Linked DNA regions of Sus scrofa: region 1 is linked to region 2. A link is a contact called in public HiChIP or PLAC-seq data. All regions are on one chromosome and are shown on one strand. Each heading gives the region's core, a stretch centred on a gene start, on an enhancer-like site or on the middle of the called end of the contact. The rest is flanking DNA. Distances are from core to core; before and after follow the strand shown.

Region 1 (6,039 bases), core at 890-3,389, 460 kb before region 2:
CTTGCTCAGTGGGTTAATGATCTGCCTTTGCCGTGAGCTGTGGTGTAGGTTGCAGACACGGCTCGGATCCTGCGTAGGTTGCAGACACGGCTCGGATCCTGCGTTGCTGTGGCTCTGGCATAGGCTGGCAGCTACAGCTCTGATTAGACCCCTAGCCTGGGAACCTCCATATGCCTCGGGAGCGGCCCAAGAAATAGCAAAAAAAAAAAAAAAAAAAAAAAAAAAGTAAAGACCCACTTAAAAAAGGATAAAAAACAAAGTATATTTACTAAATGTCTACTCTATGAAAGCAATACCCTTAATCTTAAATGTCTCAAGACTACACTTATATTATCGATAATCATGCATTCACATGTAGTTAACAGAATCTCTGTAAACTTTATTACTTTAACAGTAACTGGTATTTGTAGTCCATTATTGGGAGAAATTGTGAAATAAATTCTTGTAAGAAACTTGGAAATTACTAAGCATCACTAAGCTATCAAAATAACATTCTATACCCAGCACCAATTAAGGCCAACAGAAAAAATCAAACCAAAAAAGAAAGGAGTAAAATCGTCACCTTCCTATCACAATAGAAAAAAAATTTATGCCATCTCACTGTCATTTAATGGGGTTGGTTTTCCTTGGTTTCCTCATATTTAGAGTATAAAAACAGAGATCAGGGAGTTCCCATTGTGGCTCCATGGGTTTCGAACCTGACTAGTATCCATGAGGATGCAGGATCCCTGGCCTTGCTCAGTGGGTTAAGGATCCAGTGTTGCCATGAGCTGTGGTGTAGGTCACAGATGTGGCTTGGATCCGGGTTGCTGTGTCTGTGGTGTAGCCTGGCAGCTACAGCTCCAATTTAGTCCCTAGCCTGGGAACTTCCAAATGCGGCAGGGGTGGCCCTAAAAAAAAAAAAAAAAAAAAAATCAGAGACCATTAGTAACTCAACATGTCTTAACTTTAATTACTTTGTTCCATCACCTTTAAACACCTAAAGGTAGGTAACTATTCTGCCATGTTCTATGCAAGACAGTTTATATCAGTTATCTTTAATTTTTACAATAACTCTCCAAAGCAGGTTATGTTATCCACATTTTGCATATGAAAAAACTCTGCCTGGGCGAAATCCATGAATTGTTAAGGAGAAGAATTCTGAATCCAAATGTAGTACATGACACATGCTTTTCTGTTCAGAAAACATGGTCACTATAGCTAAAGGGCCACAGCCTCAAATTAAAACAAATAACCAGACTTCCTTTCCGTTGACATAATGTAGAATCAAGTAACACTCCTCTTCTTTTAAGAATAATTGTTTTTAATATTTTTTTAAAAACTTACACCAGCAAAGTATTCCAAAAGAATGAAAACCGTGGTGATCTAAACGCTCCAATGACTACATGTGGATATTCTTCACCTCATAACTGTTATGTGCGGATTCCTCCCGCCACCGCTTTAAGACATGGTCCCGTCTCAAAGAATCTATACTCGGTAACAAAATCCACGCTTCCCACACCGTGTGGTCAGAGTGACCAACTGCAGTTTGCAGTGTGTTCGGCGGTCTCAACTGCCAGGCTTAGTGCAAGCGAAAGAGTACTTATTCATAAAGTTTCTTTACTCCGCTTCCAGGTGACACGACAAGGGAGGAGTAGACGAAAACGCTGCCTCTGCAAGTCCTTACCTGCTCTTGGGAGTCTTTTCTTGAGGTTCTGCCTCCCCAGAATCCACCGGAGGCACATCTGTAGGTTCCGCTGGCTTCGGGACAGAGGCCGCGGCAGGCTCTGGCGGCCTGGGAGCCTCTTGTTCACGCTGGGGATTGGGGGCAGTGGAGCCCCTGGCGCCCGCTCCAGGCCTGACATTCGGCTTCACGCTAAGGCGTGCCCTGCGGAACATGGCGGAGCCAGGGGGCCCGGGGAGGCGGCCCCACGGCCGCTCTCAGCCCCGAGCCCCGGCTGCTGCCCAGAGAGGAGTTTAAGAACTACGCTCTTGCCACAGAGCCACACTACCAGCCGAACAGACAGCTACCGCAGTTTCACGCTCCCGCCGCCGCCTCGGATCTCCCGCCGCCGCCTCTTCTTCATGACCCTACTACACTAATTGCCAAGTTTCCCTCAGCACCTTGAATCCCCGCCCTCGGAGGGCGCCGGAACTGACTGCGTCATCACCCAACGCCGCCGGATGGCGTAAGACGTAGAGCGCCCGGAGCCATGGTAACTGTCAAGCTCTGGAGCCTGGGTTATCTGAGAACGGGAAATGAGAAGCAGCGCTGGCGTGCTCTTCGCTCTCCTTAGGAATTGTTCAAAAGAAGAGGTAGTCAATCTATCAGCTCAGACTTTTACAAAACTCTTAAAGTCGCTGGCCGTTTTTGTTTGTAGAGGATTCTGTAGAGCACTGCCTGCTCATCAGCACGTCTCTAAGCCTTAAAAATTCTTTTTTTTTTTTTTTTTGCTATTTCTTGGGCCGCTCCCGCGGCATATGGAGGTTCCCAGGCTAGGGGCTGAATCGGAGCTGCAGCCACCAGCCTACACCAGAGCCACAGCAACGCTGGATCCGAGCCGCGTCTGCAACCCACACCACAGCTCATGGCAACGCTGGATCGTTAACCCACTGAGCAGGGGCAGGGACCGAACCCTCAACCTCATGGTTCCTAGTCGGATTCGTTAACCACTGCGCCACGATGGGAACTCCAGCCTTAAAAATTCTAAATTGAGGAGTTCTTGTTGTGGCTCCACGGGTTAAGAACCTCAGCAGTAACTATGTCTAGTCACTTATGATGGAGCACGATGATGTGAGAAAAAAGAATGTATACATGTATGTGTAACCGGGTCAACTTGCTGTACAGTAGAAAATTGACAGAACAGTGTAAACCAGCTATAATGGAAAAAATAAAAATCACTATAAATGAAAAAAATTAAAAATAAGGAAAATTTGTGAACTACAAAGATAAATAAATAAATAAACAAACAAATAGAACGAACCCCACTAGTATCCATTGGGAGGCTGGTTCCTTCCCTAGCCTAGCTCTGTGAGTTAAGGATCCTGCAAGCTGCTGCCTAGGAAGCAGATGCGGCTGGATCCAGCAGTGGCAGTAGGTGGGCAGCTTCAGTAGGCTGGCAGCTTCAGTGTGCCTTCCATATGCCACAGGTGCTGCCCTAAGGGGGAAAAAAAAAAGTTGAGCGTGTCTGCCAGAGATAACTAGAGACTTAAAATTACTATGACACTCTTAAGACTTTACAAACTTGGATGTGTATCAAAAATCTTATGATTTTATATATTTAATAGTAAAATTAAATCTGACTCTGTTTCCATCCCTTTACAAACAGGAGATTTAATCTCAGTTATTACTTACTTTTTTACCTGCAGAACTGGGACTGCCATAGACTCTTGGGTAAGAAAGGCCAGTGCCTTCTGTTTATACCAGAATATGCTGTACAGAGCTGTTTGGTTCTGGCAGTAACTCTAATATTCCTGAGATATTTTTGGCAGGAATTATTTTTGTCAAGTTCTTGAGCTTCTTTAGGTGTGTTTGAAGTCGCTGTTCAGAGTGCCGGAGGGAGCCTACAGTATAGCCTTCTCTTCTCTATGCTTTCACTCTTGCCTTCCTATTCTCAAAAACATCTAAAATTGTCTCTCTTTCTAGATGACCTAGCAATCTTTTCAATCAGTTCAAGGTTTTATTCCCCAGGCATTTTGTTATTAATGTAACAGGTGTTCTTGTAGAATTTTCTTCTCCTTCCAAAAAGGAAGTCAGGCTTCTGTTTTCCATGAGTCAGGGGACTTGTATTGCAGGTTCAAACACTGGCCCATAATCCATAGAGCCAGTTTCATCTCCAGACATTTTCCTTCTAATTTTAGAGGAGTTCCTGTACTACCCTACATAATGTAAGCCAACCTCTCATTAATTTCTGTCATATTACCCTCTAAATTTGTGTCATTGTATTTAAAAATTCTTATATTGTCTTGTTCATTTGTTGAATCTTCCTCTTCTCTTCAGAATGCCTTGTTTATTGCCCTACTGCTCCTTCCTGAAGCAGATTAAAAATGCTCGCATTAACTTATAAAGTCTCAACTATAATAATTTTTTTTTCTTTTTAGGGCCTCATTTACAGCATATGGAGGTTCCTGGCTAGGGGTCGAATTGGACCTACAGCTGCTGGCCTACACTACAGTCACAGCAAGGAGGGATCCAAGCTGTGTCTGCAGCCTACACCACAGCTCATGGCAACACTGAATCCTTAACCCACTGAGTGAGGCCAGGGATTGAACCCGCAACCTCATGGTTCCTAGGCAAATTCGTTTCCGCTGCACCACAATGGGAACTCCTAACTATAGTAATTTTTGAGCAGGTATTACAGCCACATTAAAAAGTACAGGAGTTCCCATCATGGCTCAGAGGTTAGCAACCCAACTAGCATCCATGAGGATGCCGGGTTCAGGGTCAGAGGTCACAGATGCCACTCGGATTCCAAGTCACTGTGGCCAGGGCGTAGGCCAGAACCTGTATCTCTGATTGGACCCCTAGCCTGGGAACCGCCATAAAAAAAAAAAAAAAAAAAGTACACAAGGAAGGAGTTCCTGTTATGGCACAGCAGAAAAGAATCCGACTGGTATCCATGAGGACGAGGGTTTGATCCCTGGCCTCGCTCAGTGGGTTAAGGATCGGCATTGCCGTGAGATGTGGTGTAGGTTGCAGACGCAGCTCAGATCCTGTGTTGCTGTGGCTCTGGCCTAGGCAGGCAGCTACAGCTCTGATTCAACCCCTAGCCTGGGAACTTTCATAAGACAAAAAATAAAAAATGAAAAAAATAATAACCAACAAATTAAAAGCCTTACAAAATAGGATAATTTTAGGGTGTCCAGACTAACTCTACCCATTTTTCAGTTTGTAACAATTAACAGAATAGATGAAGATAATAAATACCAAGCATCTTTACATGTCTGCATCTAGCCATGACAGATGCTCCACCGCTTTTCAGTAGGTTTAAGGTAATTCTAGGCTATTCTGAATTCCTGGTAATACTACATTCCCTTCCATTCTTTCCCCATCACACAACCCAAGCACAGAGCCACGGAACTCCCAAAGTACTGTCCACCCTGACAAAGCATTGGGATAAAATAGGAAATGAACAGACTTGAGAGAGTCTGTTTTCAACTTGAATCTCACTTCTGCCTCACTGCACTGCTCCCTGCCTAGTAGATCTGTCGCTTCTGGTCTCAGTCTCAGTTGCTTCTTCCAAAAAAACGAGAACAATTAAGACCACCTTGCAAGCTTGATGGGTGAATAAAGAAGTAAGGGGCCAATACCACCTTTCGCAGAGCTAACATTCAATCTATCTATTCTGTCCCCTTCCTCTCTTTCTCCCCTCTGAAACGTGATGAAAGATCGCCCAGGACATATGGAAGTTCTTGGACCAGCGGCAAATTTGAGCCGCAGTCGAGACCTATGCCACATTTGTTTCCAGATTCTTAACCCACTGCTGCGGAATAGAGGATCCAACCCCTTCCGCTGCAGACACAACACGGGCTCCTTAACCCGCTACGCCACAGCGGGAACTCCTAGATATTCTAACTTTTAATGTCGCTACCCCAAAAATGGGGGCTGGTCAAGCCCCAGTTCGCTGTACGCAGAGAGGAAAGTCCACACACGCCTATCCCTCTCTCAGACACAGGCCCGCTTTCTGAACTCTACCAAACTTGCACGGCGGAACGACCCTGGCAGCACACTACTCTCCGCTGCGGCGGATCCGCGGCCCGCGCCAGGGACCGCACCGCCCCGCACCCACGCACCGCACCCCCGCCCCGCCGCCAGCGGCCGCGCAGGCGCAGTCCCTCTCCGGCCAAGCCGGCTGCTGTCTGGGCTTGGTGGGCGGGGCGGTCGACCTCTCTCAGGAGTATCCCGCCGCCGCGGGCTCTGTCTCTCAGATCTACCAGTGGGCACGGCTGCTGAGCGTGCGAAGTCGTTGTTTTTCTAAGTAGCTCTCTTCCAAGCTCAGTGGTCAGCATGGCCCGTGAGTGTGCAGACCGGTAGAGGAAGCCGCAGGGAGCGTCGGGCTA
Region 2 (6,098 bases), core at 2,334-4,833:
CTGGAGCTGTAGCTGCCAGCCTACACCACAGTCACAGCAGCGGGATCTGAGCCGAATCTTCGACCTACACCATAGCTCATGGCAATGCAATTCCCAACCCACTGGGCAAGGCCAGGGATGGAACCCGCAACCTCATCGTTCCTAGTCGGATTCGTTAACCACTGAGCCACAATGGGAATGCCTAGAAATGCTTAAACTGTTAATGGAGTATCTCTTTGATAAAGCTAGATGCAGCTTAGACAAAAAACAAAGATTCTGTACTACTATACTGACCTCAAGTTGTCTCAGATAATCATAGATATCTTTCACATATTCACTACAAAGGTTTGGATCCCCTCCATCTTCTGCATCCACATCATTCACTGCAAGAATTACATCAGAGAAAGCCTGACACAAATATTCTTCTGCAGGGGCACAGCCAGATGTTTCCATGGGGCTTGGAGAGGGAGTATCAACCTGAAACAGATTTTGAAACAACAGTTAAGAAGAGCACACGGTCTGCGAATAAAGGTCAGATAACTGGTACCAACTCAAAAGACTACCTGCTGAATAGATATACAATTCATTTAGCTTTTCAAATTTATTCAGTGTATCTTCAGGAAATAATAGGAAAAGTAAAATGCCAACTTAGGCTGAGCCAATTTAGAGGCAGCAGCTAAACAGTTACAACAGAGAGGAAGCAAATTCATATTCAAGACTTTCCTCCAAATAAAACTGGTAAGTAATGGATCTGTTTAGCGATGTCATGTGAAGTTAATCCAAGTGAATATGTTAATCCTTAGTCTTTATTTCAAATTATGGACTGTTTCCCACTGCCCAAAAGAACACAAGTTCTGTTCTGACTACTAAGGATTAACTGACTTGTTATCACAAACCATTTTCCTCAAGCTCCAGTTACCCTGTGGTCCAAACATTGACTGAGCACTTTCTTCAAATCAAGCCCTGTGCTAGACACTGGCTTTATGATGTCCTCAAGAAGCTTTGAATTTAGAAAAAGTAAATGGGAGTTCCCGTCGAGGCTCAGTGGTTAACGAATCTGACTAGGAACCATGAGGTTGAGGGTTCGATCCCTGCCCTTGCTCAGTGGGTTAACGATCCGGTGTTGCTGTGAGCTGTGGTGTAGGTTGCAGATGCGGCTCAGATCCAGCGTTGCTGTGGCCCTGGTGTAGGCCAGTGGCTTCAGCTCCGATTAGACCCCTAGCCTGGGAACTTCCATATGCCGCGGGAGTGGCCCAAGAAATGGCAAAAAGACAAAAGACAAAAAACAAAAAACAAAACAAAGAAGTAAATGAAGTAAAGAGACTGATTCTGGGAACAAGAGTAGGGTGGGGGAAGTTAAGATGGGGATGGGGGAAGTTAAAGAAAGCTTTGGGTGTTGATGCTTGAGCTGTTATGAAGGATGAAAAGGTTATCAGTTACATGAAAGAGGGTGGGAAAAGTATTCTTGTAAGTGGGGAAGCAAAGGTTAGAATCACTATGGGACTTTTAAATGAAAGCTCAGGTCATGAGGTATGGTCAATTAAAGAGTGGGGGAAAAAAAAAAGGAACAAATGAAAACCACAAAAAAAATCCCATAAAACAAAGACTGTGCATGCTACAGTTTTCTGTGCTGTGTCCAGAAGGTCAATATTAAATCCACAGCCTCAGTCACATCCCCTTCCCTTAGACATACAATGAGGCTGAATGACTTTAACAGACCATTTCCCAACCAGCTTTAAGGAGATATTAAAAATTAGTACTTAAGAATGCAATTCATTGCAATTTCAGCCAAGCAGCCTCTTCTAGATGAAATATTTTTCCCTCACAGAAGAAGATACATTTAATATCTGATATTTAATAAAAAGTTCTTGGTGTTGAGGCCAAGTGTTAAGCCATCTTCTTACCCTGCTCTCTGAAGAGCTACATTTTCTGCTTTACACATTTATATATTTCGGTGTTGGCTTATTATTATTTGGTGGCCACATTAGGGAGTAAACAAAAAGGACTTAAAGAGAACAATCTGTGCTTCAGTCAACATATTCTGGTCAGAGATGACTGGTACCTTAAAGACAGCAAAATCTTTGGTCCCTGCAGCTACCACTCAATACCGTAAACAAAGGAGGGGTAGTAAAACAAAGCAATTAAAAGCACAGTTTCTGAAGCCAGATAGGCTGGGTTTGAACCCAATTCTGTCATTGACTAGATGTGACTAGAAGAATACCAGTGCTGAGTATACTATTAACGTGAGCTAATGCATGTACAGTGCTTAGCAGAACCTACTTCCTGTTAAGTACTATATAAATGTTACTATTACTACTATTTGTTCAAATGCTATTCCATACTTGAATAAAATGAAAGGAAACAAACAATCAACAGACTCTAAAATGGTCCAGAAAGTTTACCAAAATAGGTTCAGGGGAAAGTTTCTCTCCTTTAACAGGCTCAGGTTCTGGTTCAGGCTCCAGTTCAGGCTCGGGCTCCCTCTCTGGCTGGGGCTCTAATACAGGTACAGGAGCCTTTTCCAGAGGTTTCGGTAGTTTTTTAGCAACAACTTTTCCAGCAGCTAAAGTTTTTGCTTCCTGTGGATGAAAAGGAGAGAATGGATTGTTTCTCCACCAAGAGCCACAGCTGGAAGGGAGACACTCACAGAATAGTTGAATCAGCATAGTTACCTTTTTCAGAGGCAGTTTGGCCTGTGGCTGTTCACTGACTTTGTTACCGATGTCTCCAAGAGCAGTTCTTGGCCTCAGTCCGGGCTTAGAGGTTGCAGCAGAGGCCACAGGCACGCGCTTTGCGCCTGCCATACTGATCTTCGCCTTATTTTCAGCATTAATTTTCGTGTTCTGTAAGAAGCAAGACGAGTCTGGGAGTTGGCCCCGCCACGTTAAAATAAGTCAAGGGTTAAAGCGGGGCAAAAAAAAAAAACAACAAAAAAAACTGCGGCCCTCAGAAGGAAAGCCGACTGTGAATGGGTTCCCAGGGGAAACCGGGGTTCCAGGGTCTACGCTAAGCTTATGACAAGTCAGTTTTCTCCTGGAACCTCTCCGTTCACCTATTGAGGGATTACGTGCTCAGTCCCCGCCGGACCTAAAATACCATGGAAATCGAAAAAGCCTTCAATTGCAGGCACCTTCCCTTTCCCTCAGGGAAGAAGATTGCGCAATTGGTGGGAGCCCACTCGGGTCCTCCAACACCTTTTACAAAAGGTTTCCGGTCTACCCTCCATCTGCCCCCTCCCCCCAATTAGTCCAAGGCCCATCCGCTTCTCTTTTGCACCTTTCTCTCTCCGTCCGTCTGCCCCCCAAACTCTCCCAGTATGTTAGGGGCCCACCGACCGCCTTCCTCCTCTCCAAATTCGCTCCCACCGTGGGGGAACTCCAGCAGGGGAAACAGGGAGAGGAGACCCAGGAGTCAGGAGAGCCGCGTTTGTTCACCAACCGCAGCAGCTCACCCTGGTGATCCGGAGCGCCATGACTTCCTCTGTACCAGGCCAGGCAGCAGCTCAGAGGGGAGAAGCAGAGCACTGGAGCCCCGACCAGCCGGGGACCTTGAAGCCACCACTAGCTAACAGCCGTTCCTCCGCAGCACGCCGGGAGGAATCCGGCCCCGCCTCGGGTTTAAACCCCGCACCGCTCCCTCCTTATTGGCCTGTTCGTGGCACTCGCTCACTTCCCATTGGCGGCGGCCAGTTCCTCCGAAAATGCGTTTCCAAGGCGATCCCGCGAAGAAGTTCGGGCGGGGGCGGGGCCAGGCCGTCACGTGGTCTGACTCGGCGCCTGCGCCCTGGGGCAGCCGCTACTGCCACCTGATGAAGGGAGGGTTCTCTTTGCCCCACACCTGGAGCAGTGAACTTGTAAGCGACTAAAGTTAGCTGAGACAAGTCACAGCGGCCTTGGGAAAGGAAGAGTGGAGCTCCTTGTTTGACGTGAGGGGCAGTTATGGCTTTAGTCCTACTTGTTAAACACACTTTCCTCTCCTAGAGTGGCTTGTAGCAGGAAATACTTTTATATATACATTCTTTTTTCGTTTGTTCATTCCAACAGCACTCTGGGATAAAAAGGAGGCTCCGAGATGCTTTGGGTGACTCCCAGGATCACAAATTAGTAACACGGGATTGAACTTCACTTTCTTTGGATCCATGAGGTTTCCACACACTAATTGTCTCTTAATTTTGCAAGCCAGGCTGCCTCTTAACCTGCCAGATTACTTCAATCAAGTTGTTTCCCAAAGCCAATCTTTTTCTTTTAGTTTTTTACTTGAAAATAATTTCAAACTTACAAAAGTTTCAGACAAAAATGTAACAAGGAACACACATAGAGCCTTTATCCAGATTCAAATATCCTTAACATTTTTACCCCATTTGTTTTATGGTTTACTTAATCTTATATATAGATCTATGTATAACTGTATATAAATTTTTTTTCTTGGAAATACCTGTTGTGGCTCAGCAGTAACAAACCTGACTGGTATCCATGAGGATTCAGTTTCCATCCCTGACCTTGCTCAGTTGCCCTGAGCTCTGGTGTGGGCTGCAGATGTGACTTTGATTCAACCCCTAGCCTGGGAACTTACATATGCTGCACGTGCGGCCCTTAAAAAAACAAACAAACAAACAAACAAAAAACCACTTAAATATTTGAGGGTAAGTTATATATATCATGGCTCCTTATCTGTTAAATTTTTAGTGTGTATTTCCTAAGGAAAAAAGCATATTCTCTTAATGTAATCACAATAGAATTAGCAACTGCGTAAATTTACTATAACATTTTATTCAATCTAGTTTGTATTCTAATTTTGTCGCTTGAGCAGTTTCTAGCACTTTCTTTCCTCCAGTACAAGATCCAGCTAGGGTCAGTGTTGCATGTAGCCTCCTTTAGTCTGGAACAGTTCCCACAGCTTTCCTTTGTCTTTGTTTTTTTTTTTTTTTTTTTTTTTGTTTTTTGAACACTGATGGTTTTGAAGAGTGCAGTACTCCCTGCCACTTTTTAGGAAATAGAACTTTCTTATTTTTGTGTTTGTCTAATGGTTCCTGTGATTTACACCGAGGTTATGCATTTTTGGCTATTATGCCGTGGAGGTGACATCATATTCTAAGGGGATCAACTTTGCAAACATGTGGTGTTCACCTGTTCCCCATAAGGGAGATTAATTTTGATCACTTGGCTAAGCTTTTACCTGGTTTTGGCACTGTACACTTAGTTGTTTGCTTTTTTCTTACAACTAAAGTGTCTGTGAGAAGACACTTTAAAACCATGCTCCTCATCAAGTTCCCTTCGATTTCACCTCCCCTCACAGCAGCACTTGCTTAGGAAATGCTAACATTGTTTTCCCATTGCCATGGGCTCTCTCCAGCTAGCTGAAGCTGAGAAAGCACATACATTTTTTTTCTTTTTAGGGCCGCAATCGTGCCATATGGAAGTTTCCAGGCTAGGGATCAAATCGGAGCTGCAGCTGCCAGCCTATGCCACTGCTACAGCCACAGCAACCTCAGATCCAAACCAAGTCTCCAACCTACACCACAGCTCATGGCAAGGTTGGATCCTTTAGCCCACTGAGGGGGGCCAGGGATTGAATCTGCATCCTCATGGATACTAGTCAGGTTTGTTTCTGCTGAGCCAAAAACCACGTACTTTGAATGAATGACTCTAGGATACCAGGCCTTTAGCAGACCTAAGTGAATACCCTATCCTCACCATAGGAAATTCTTTTAACATGGCAGTTCTCAACTGGGGAACATTTTTTCTCATGGGTGGCACTTGGCATTTCTAGTTGTCACAATTGGGAAGATGCTACTGGCATCTAGAGGGTAGAGACCAGAGATGCTTTAAAACATCCTGCCAAGCACAAGACAGCCCGCACCCCATAGGCACACACACAGGTGATTATCCAGTCTCATGTCAATTCTCCGAGATTGCCAGACTTTAGAAATCTTGCCAACTATGTACACATCTGTGACTCATTTCTGTTAAGAATGTTGACTTTTGATGTTTAATTGATACAACTTTCATGGATCATCTCCTTTTTTAAATTTAATTTTTAGTTTATCTTTACGTATAGTTGATTTACTATGTTGCGAATCATCTCTTTTCTTTTTTTTAAATTTGTGTGACTTTTTGGAG

What was found. HiChIP or PLAC-seq counts read pairs in DNA pulled down with a chosen protein or histone mark.
Region 1: an H3K27ac HiChIP or PLAC-seq map of skeletal muscle shows a contact between it and region 2, with 4 times the contacts expected there. The contact joins the promoter of BDP1 here to the promoter of CCNB1 in region 2. A contact is called at or near these places in 2 of 5 promoter capture datasets (fetal liver and liver), 1 of 47 Hi-C or Micro-C datasets (skeletal muscle) and 1 of 2 datasets of contacts at active chromatin or transcription factors (skeletal muscle).

What each region holds. Positions count from the first base shown.
Region 1 is chr16:47,797,373-47,803,411 of Sscrofa11.1, reverse strand. It overlaps BDP1 (transcription factor TFIIIB component B'' homolog), which reads right to left and starts at 2,139. Exons shown (of 38, transcript XR_002339791.1): 1 at 1,667-2,139. It overlaps LOC100517502 (small EDRK-rich factor 1), which reads left to right and starts at 5,833. Exons shown (of 3, transcript XM_003134027.5): 1 at 5,833-5,993. The coding sequence starts at 5,987.
Region 2 is chr16:47,335,724-47,341,821 of Sscrofa11.1, reverse strand. It overlaps CCNB1 (cyclin B1), which reads right to left and starts at 3,583. Exons shown (of 9, transcript NM_001170768.1): 1 at 3,431-3,583; 2 at 2,652-2,822; 3 at 2,382-2,558; 4 at 274-456. The coding sequence starts at 3,451.